2 separate regions of the Capsicum annuum genome follow, and region 2 is linked to region 1. Evidence: chromatin contacts called from public Hi-C data. All regions are on one chromosome and are shown on one strand. Each heading gives the region's core, a stretch centred on a gene start, on an enhancer-like site or on the middle of the called end of the contact. The rest is flanking DNA. Distances are from core to core; before and after follow the strand shown.

Region 1 (3,815 bases), core at 540-3,039:
CAGCACGAGGCAAGTCCAACCTGTATATAGATTTGATGGGTTTGATAGAATCCTTCAATAGTCTTGGCATCACCTAAAGTAAGTTAAGTCTTATGGAGAAAAGTAATTTACTTATTCAGATTTCACATAAGTCTTTCTCTAGGGGGAACTTCATGTTATAGACATATATCTGATATAATTTCATTATTATGTCCTTTAGACAGAGTTGAAGAGGAGGAGACGATATGCTAGGTTTCTGCAATACAAATCTTGTGTAGGTCTTTGAGAATATAGCTTAGGAGTATCAATTAAAAAAAATTAATCAGCTTTCAATCTGATTACTTGTTTCTGGACACTCATGCTCTCGAGCCTCTCTACATGTCCATCTGTGCTTTATAAGTGAAATGAGAGAACAATCAGTTCATTATTCGACTTCGACTAAGCAAACAGACAGGCTTCTCGTACTTCATCTTTAGTTCATTTCTTATCGTAAGGGAAAGAGATAGCTTGAGAGAAGTTCAAAGTTATTTGACAAGGTTACATTTTATATTGACATCAGGAACAAGGCAGATACTTTTCCTCTTGTGTTCTATTTTTCTAGTTTTTCAATTATTAATTACAATTATTGGTTTTGTACAACAAGGCCAGATGCTAAAAGCTAACTGATTTCACTTGCATAACAATAAATCAAACAACAAAAGAATTTGACGTCATCTCAATTCATAGTAAGACTTGAAAACTTTATTGGAGGCAAATTTCAGTTTCAATAAATCGCATTTATATGAAAATTCTGGACTTCAGCACTAGGCTGCTCTCTACTTCATTAAGGGGTATCAGTAAGAAATTACGCGTAATTCCAACAGTACTCATTTCCTTTTTGCTTCTAATTATCATATTTTTTGGTTAGCTTAATAAATTGAACAGAATCAGGTGTCAGTTACTCCCTCCGTCCCATATTCACTTGTCCACTTTCCCATTTAAACATCCCTTAAGAAAACATAAAGAAAAAGGATTCTTCTACTGATTTACTCTTTTAACTCTTTTTTATATACACTACAACTATGTGTCTTATCCATCAATACCAAGATTAACAATGCAGAAACTTCTTTAGAAATTTACAATATTTATACTTTCAAAACGAATTAATTTAAGGGCAAAATGTGAAAAATTAAGTTAATTCTATCCAATGTGGGACAGATATTTCTAGTAATGTGGACAAGTAACACGGGAGCGAAGGAGTAATAGCATAATTGCAAAGCAAGGAAACAAGAAAAGAAAAAAAGTACCTGCAGGTATATCAGGCCACCGTCCGACGGGTTCCACCTTGAAAAAGCCTTCCAATTCTTTATACATCCCTTGAAAACCTAGACCAAAAGAGAAACACAAAAAAAAATAAAAAATGTTGAACAAGCCAGCACAAATATATAGTCTCATTTGGTATGGGAACAAATTATCCCGGATTAGGTTATCCCTAGTATAAAAATAACACTACGAGATAGTAAATTCATCCAAAAACTAATCTCGTGATTATCTTTCGTACCAAAGTAGCTTGCTTATATATGTGATTTGCATGATTTATAAGTTAGAGAAGTTACCGCTGGAACGTTTTTGGGTTCAATTTGAGAAGTGAATAACTCTGACGACGGAATTTCGGTGAATGTGTGGATTCGCAAATCTTCTTCCATCATTGTTACACTGGTGCTGCTCTAGCAAGTTGCAATTACTCCGCTGCTTGTTGGTTACGTTGACTGGACTGGGCCAGGCGGTACAACCGCAGTACTTTGAAGGGGAAAATTCCAGAAATAGCAAGTGTACAACCGTAATTATAATTTTTATATCAATAATTTCAAAATTATGAAAAATAATAATATGTATTCTGTATTTTAGTTAAAAATTGTTATATAAATATATATACAAATAGAGTATCTATTCCTTATTTAATTCTAATCAGTTAGAGTTAAATAAAGAATGAAATTATTTGTTAATTTATACCATATTTAATTAAATAGAATCCTTTACCTTATGACTCTTTTATTTTTATTAATTCAAATTCAGAAAACGTTTTTTCATAAACAGAAACTCAAAGCAAATTCAAAAAGAGACAAAGTGCTTTTTATTGATCATCGTCTGAAATTTTAAAGAAAAATTAAAAATACTGCGCTACACTCACAGGTATCGATAAACAAACTTGATTCTGTTTGTGTATTTCACAAAATATAATTGCGATAATTTCTGAAAAATTAATAACATAATTGCGTAAAAGTCATGACGTTAAAAAATTGAATCGTATTGTGAATTTTATCTGTTCTCGAATAAAATGTTCTGATCGATTTTTTTTTCAAATTAGAAGTTATATTTGAAATTCGTTTTGCTGTTTTGTATATAGTAATGAGTTATTGTCTATAGTACGTATTTGATAATTAGATTTATTTTTACTATTTTGTAGTGTTTTTTAGATTGACAATGGAAAACATATCTGTTCTGATTAAACACTCTGATAGATGGACATATGAACAACAATATGAAGATTACATCAGTGATGCAATATTGTTGAACATAAACGCTTCGTACCCAACTCTACACACTACTGACTTCACACATTCATGTAGATGTGACCTGCAAAAGCATTCAAATTGAATATGAATTAACAGATATTGCACATGTATATGCATATGCAATTTTTTTTGGTGTTTACTGAAAGTTACATATGGTTCCAACTATAAGTATATATATTATACATATGCAGTATGCTTATATGTTCACTGGAAGTTACATATGTTTTCAGCTGTATGTATTTATAATATACATATGCAGTTCTTTTTTTTTGTGTTCACTGAAAGTTACAAATGATTCCAACTATATGTATATATATTATACATACGCAGTATATTTATGTGTTCACTGACAATTACATATGTTTTCAGTTGTATCTATTTATATAATTGTTGGAAAGAAAAACAAAAATTATTGCAGTTCATGTGTGTTTAAAGGGCACAATAAGCGTTCATGTAGAAAATACAACAAATGATAAGTTTAAAGATGTATTTAGTCAAGAAACAGTTGAATAATTTTTTCATTGAGAATTATGTGATTCTAAATTTCGAACTTGTTGTTTAACTTGTTATAGTTCAAATGTTGCAATTATTTTACTGAGTTTGATTAATTTAATTTATTATATATGTGTGTAGTGTGTGTATTTTACTAAACAAATATATATATATATATATATATATATATATATATATATATATATCTGGTAAAATACATATGCATATATGAAAAAAAATATATTCATATTAGTAAAATACATATGCGTTAGTAAAAAATACATATGTTCTATGCATAAAACTACGTCTGCATGTAATAACAAAGAACCATACGTATTTCGAAAAAAATATATTTACATTAGAAATAAATACAAATGCAAACTGAAATGAACATATATATTAATCATAAATATGTATTGTTCAAAAACACAATTGCAAATCTTAAAAATACATATGTCTGTATGTGTATTAGCTAGACAAATACATATGGACATCTTGTAAAAAATACACATATTATTGATGGATATATACGCATAATTAGAAAATTCATATGCATTATTCATAAATATTCAGAAACTTACATATTAATATATGCATTGCAGACAAAAACATATACAAAAGAGTATGAATACATATGCATATCAGGAAAATTATACTTTCAGACTTGTAAAAAATACGTTGCATTATTAAAAATGCATATATACACAGGATTAAACATGTGTATTATTCATAAATACATGACTCATACATTTATATGACATTTTGCTTCAATCCACAATAACTATGCAT
Region 2 (3,815 bases), core at 704-3,203, 66 kb after region 1:
TAACTTTACCTTTTAAACTTTTATCAGCCATTTCTGTCTCCTCAAATCCCAGATCTGGACCAACTTCACCAACAGAAACTTCTGTAGGGTCATTAGGTATTTTTTCTTTTATCTTCCTTCTCTGGTATTTTCTCCTTCCAGCCCTTAAGTTTATATCCTCCTCATGCACATCACTTTCAAATTCAGCATCATCTTCAACAAATAGCTCTTCATGGTCTGAATCTGAGCTGTTTTCAGTTGAGAGGTCAGAAGCATCAATATTTGCAACCTTAGAAGTAGCTGCAACTTCACCACCAGCTGCAACAACACCAGCAGATGAGGCCTCACCAGGTGCAGCTTCACCACCAACTGCAGCCTCACCACCAGCTGTAAGCAGATGAGGCCTCACCAGGTGCAGCCTCATTTTCAAGCTCAACATATGCTGCAGTAGTTGGTGCTTCATTAAAATGACCACCCTCAACCCCTTTTTCAATAATCCTATCCCCTTCATGGACCCCCTTGTCACCTTCTTTATTAAAAACAACAAAAGATTCTTCATTGGTAGTAGTGTATTCCAGCAAACAAATGGGACCATCAACTTGATCAACTTGATCAATCGTGTGACAAACGTACACCTCAACAATATCCCCATTTTCAAAGGATTGTGAAAGTTCAAAAATATCCTCATCATATTGAAAAGATAACAGAAAGTCCTTTTTAGGTGGCCTTAGATAAAACGTGCACCTTGTTGTAGCATACCCTAACTCTTTTAAAAAGCCAGTTAGCTCAAAATAAGATAATTTATCCACATCCACATCAAAAATATATGTGACTTCACCACCCTCATAATCTGGTTTTTTTACTTTTACTATTCAAAACACCACCATGAAAATATCTCAGGGTTATATATGTAAAATCACGCATTCCTGAAATTTAGTCACATTCGCAACGAGTTACAACTAAGGAAAATTTAAGTATTCAAACATGCAGTAATTAATCACACAGGAAGAGTCAATTTAGATTACAAAAAAGCCCTAACTCATTGATAAAAATAAGAATGATTTAGAATAGCAAAAAACCTTAAATTTGAGAAATTATGAAACTACAGACTTGTTGAACAATAACCCTAAAGAAATTGTCATAAAGTTTCAATTTTTAAGTTTAGAAAAGCTAACCTTCAAGACTTGTTCAACACCAAGACTCTCACAGATCCCAATACGAAATCACACCTCTAGGAACACCCGAACAGTTGTTAACGTTGATTTTGCAAGTGATTTTTTTTAAAAGAGTAGTGTAAGTGAGAAATGAGGATTAAGAGTGAAACACACATTGAAAAGGTAAGAGTGAAAGAGATGATTGAAAAGGTGAGGTGTTTGTTGAGTAGAGAGAAGAGCAGAGAAGAGACAAGGTCCATTTTTGTTTATTAATTAATTTAACTTTTATTACATTTGTAAATAAGTAGGAGTTAAAATAAAAATTAAATAGGATAATTATTATTTAAACGGGCACGTGTATTCACCGCTATTGGGTTGACTGAGTATGTGTAAAAGTTGACCAATTATATGCCATTAAAATAATTTTAAAAAAAAGTTTAGAGGGGTAACTGAATCCCCGCAAAATTCAGTTTGCTCCATTGAAAATTTGATCAAAGTTCAGGTATTTACGTGGGTATTATCCCTACAATCTCAGCCTAAAACACTCATGACTTTTCTCCGAGTATTTGTGAAAGCTTATTAGCAGTTCAAATGCTTGCATTATTAATGAATAATTAGAGGGCTATTATTTCTGGAAAGAGAACTCTTTGACTGGGTTTAACAATTCTCTCTGTTGTGCTTTTGACACGGTCGGCTCCTGAACCAAATATTTCCAGCAACATTTCAGTAAATCCTTTCTTGGAATACGCCATATTTGAGAAAACAGTGAGTGCCACGTTATGATCAGCTATCTGATGAAAAACATTTCCATAATTCGCGATAACGTTAGAAACCAACTCGGCTAAATTCCTGTGACTACCTATTTAATGAAAAACATTACAATGGTGGCAGTCTTTCCCCGTAGAACAAGGAAACTAAAATCCAGATGATCCAACAAGTGAAGCATATGATGCATATTCATCACATATGAGTGCCTGTTCAATGACTTCACAAGATGTTCCACCATTTGCTTTCAATATCATCCCAAAATCTAGGTTGCATGTGGCACAGAGCTCTAATCTCTTCTGTTGTGCTTCTCCAACATCACCTCCCCAGCAAGTTTCAGCAAAAACCTCACATGCTTTCTCTATTTTATCTTATGGAACGCGAGTACCATTTTGTAGCACATTATAAACTTGATCAGCACTGGCTTCCCTTATCTGCAGAAATAGTTGAAAACAATTGATAAGAAGACTCAGTTCATTGTGGCATATTATTGATTTATCTATTCAATAGTTTCTAAATTTCTCTTATGTAGCTGCGGTTTGATACCTGTGAATATCGGTGAGTGAGAAAAGTAAGCAGATGACCAAATGCCTGGATATTGATGGGCACCGTTATTGATGAAATATATCCAACTATTGCAATTCCAGGACGCAGCTTTTTAAAGTCTCCTGATCCTTTCAACTCTGTACTAAGAACTTCTAAAATGCCAGCACAGAACACAGCAGTCTGAGCCTGTTAAATACATATATATACATGATACACGCATATGAGAATGATAAGACATTTTGGAAAAAAAGACCCAAGGAAAGTAGACTAACCCCCGTGTTTTAAGAATATCCTTTTGCTGATAAAAATCTCGATAGTCTGAAACAAAAAAAGTAACACCAGTGTTTGGAAACCTGTCTTACACAGGTTGTGTAAGAGTTTCAGACAAAAGTTTATGGTGTATTAGGTTATTTCACCTATTGCCTTATGGTTTTGTGTTGGAAGCTTAGATTCTTCCACATTGTATACATTCAGTGTTGTATTATACAATGCTGAGCCACACTCCAAATATCCCATCCTAGACGTGTGTGAGGGTGTTATAGTCTCACACTGGTTTGAGCAAGTCATGTTATATGATTTTGGTCAATTCTCGTCACTTGAGCTAAATAATGGCGCTAGAGTTACCTACGAAATATTTTAACACCCATCTTCTCTCTACATATTCTATTGCTCTGGCCTCTCACTTCAGCTAATTTAGCCATTAACTGTACTCTAAGTAAATCTATTGAGACTTCTCTCTGTGCTCCAAAAGCCCATTCTTCAGTCTGTTAAACCTGCCTCTATGCTCCGAAGCTAAGTTGCGTGGACTCTTCACTTTCGATACCGCACCTGTGTCAGATTCTCCAAAATACACTGCTTTTGGAGATCCGACACGCACTTGTTGACATTTTATTGAAGAGTCGAATAGCTCCAAAGCACTCTTCAGCATGTTGAGCCACTTCAGTCGGATTAAAAAAAGAAAGAGAAAAGAAAAACAAAGCCTTCTCTCCTCGTGTAAACCCTCCAGAGCCAGGTTACACATGCCGAATGGTGTTAGAAATATTGGCAACATAAGGTTTTATGAGGTTTATAATATCTTGTGCTCTCGAATGCTATATGAGCTCTCATTAAGAATAAAATGGAAATTTTAAAGTTAAAAGATTCTCTAAATATAGAAAGGTTTTGCCTTTTTAATATACTAGCAAAGGCCATATGAAATAGAGGGAGTATTTCTTTTACGAAAAATGGTTCTAACAGATGAATAGGAAGATGGATGCATGCTCAGGATACTGCACAGACAGTCAGAAAATTCCACCAGATGCAATACAAAAAATTGATCCCAAGCATCTTTTTTTTCATAACCGTGGTGTCCGGGGCAGCTTTCACGCACCC

The links. Hi-C and Micro-C count contacts between places; a contact is called where the count stands out from the background.
Region 2: a Hi-C map of leaf shows a contact between it and region 1, with 1.8 times the contacts expected there. The contact joins the enhancer-like site here to the promoter of LOC107863797 in region 1. A contact is called at or near these places in 3 of 5 Hi-C or Micro-C datasets (bud, leaf and placenta).

Annotation. Positions count from the first base shown.
Region 1 is chr3:62,643,946-62,647,760 of UCD10Xv1.1, forward strand. LOC107863797 reads right to left here and starts at 1,790. Exons shown (of 14, transcript XM_016709935.2): 1 at 1,575-1,790; 2 at 1,266-1,343. The coding sequence starts at 1,667.
Region 2 is chr3:62,709,533-62,713,347 of UCD10Xv1.1, forward strand. It overlaps the pseudogene LOC107863796. Among protein-coding and RNA genes, the nearest start is that of LOC107863797, 66 kb to the left of the region's middle. Within about 2 kb of position 1,954, at least 2 of the 5 cell types and tissues checked have an H3K27ac peak or open chromatin away from gene starts, as enhancers often do. A contact at or near this core is called in bud and leaf, where this site is marked.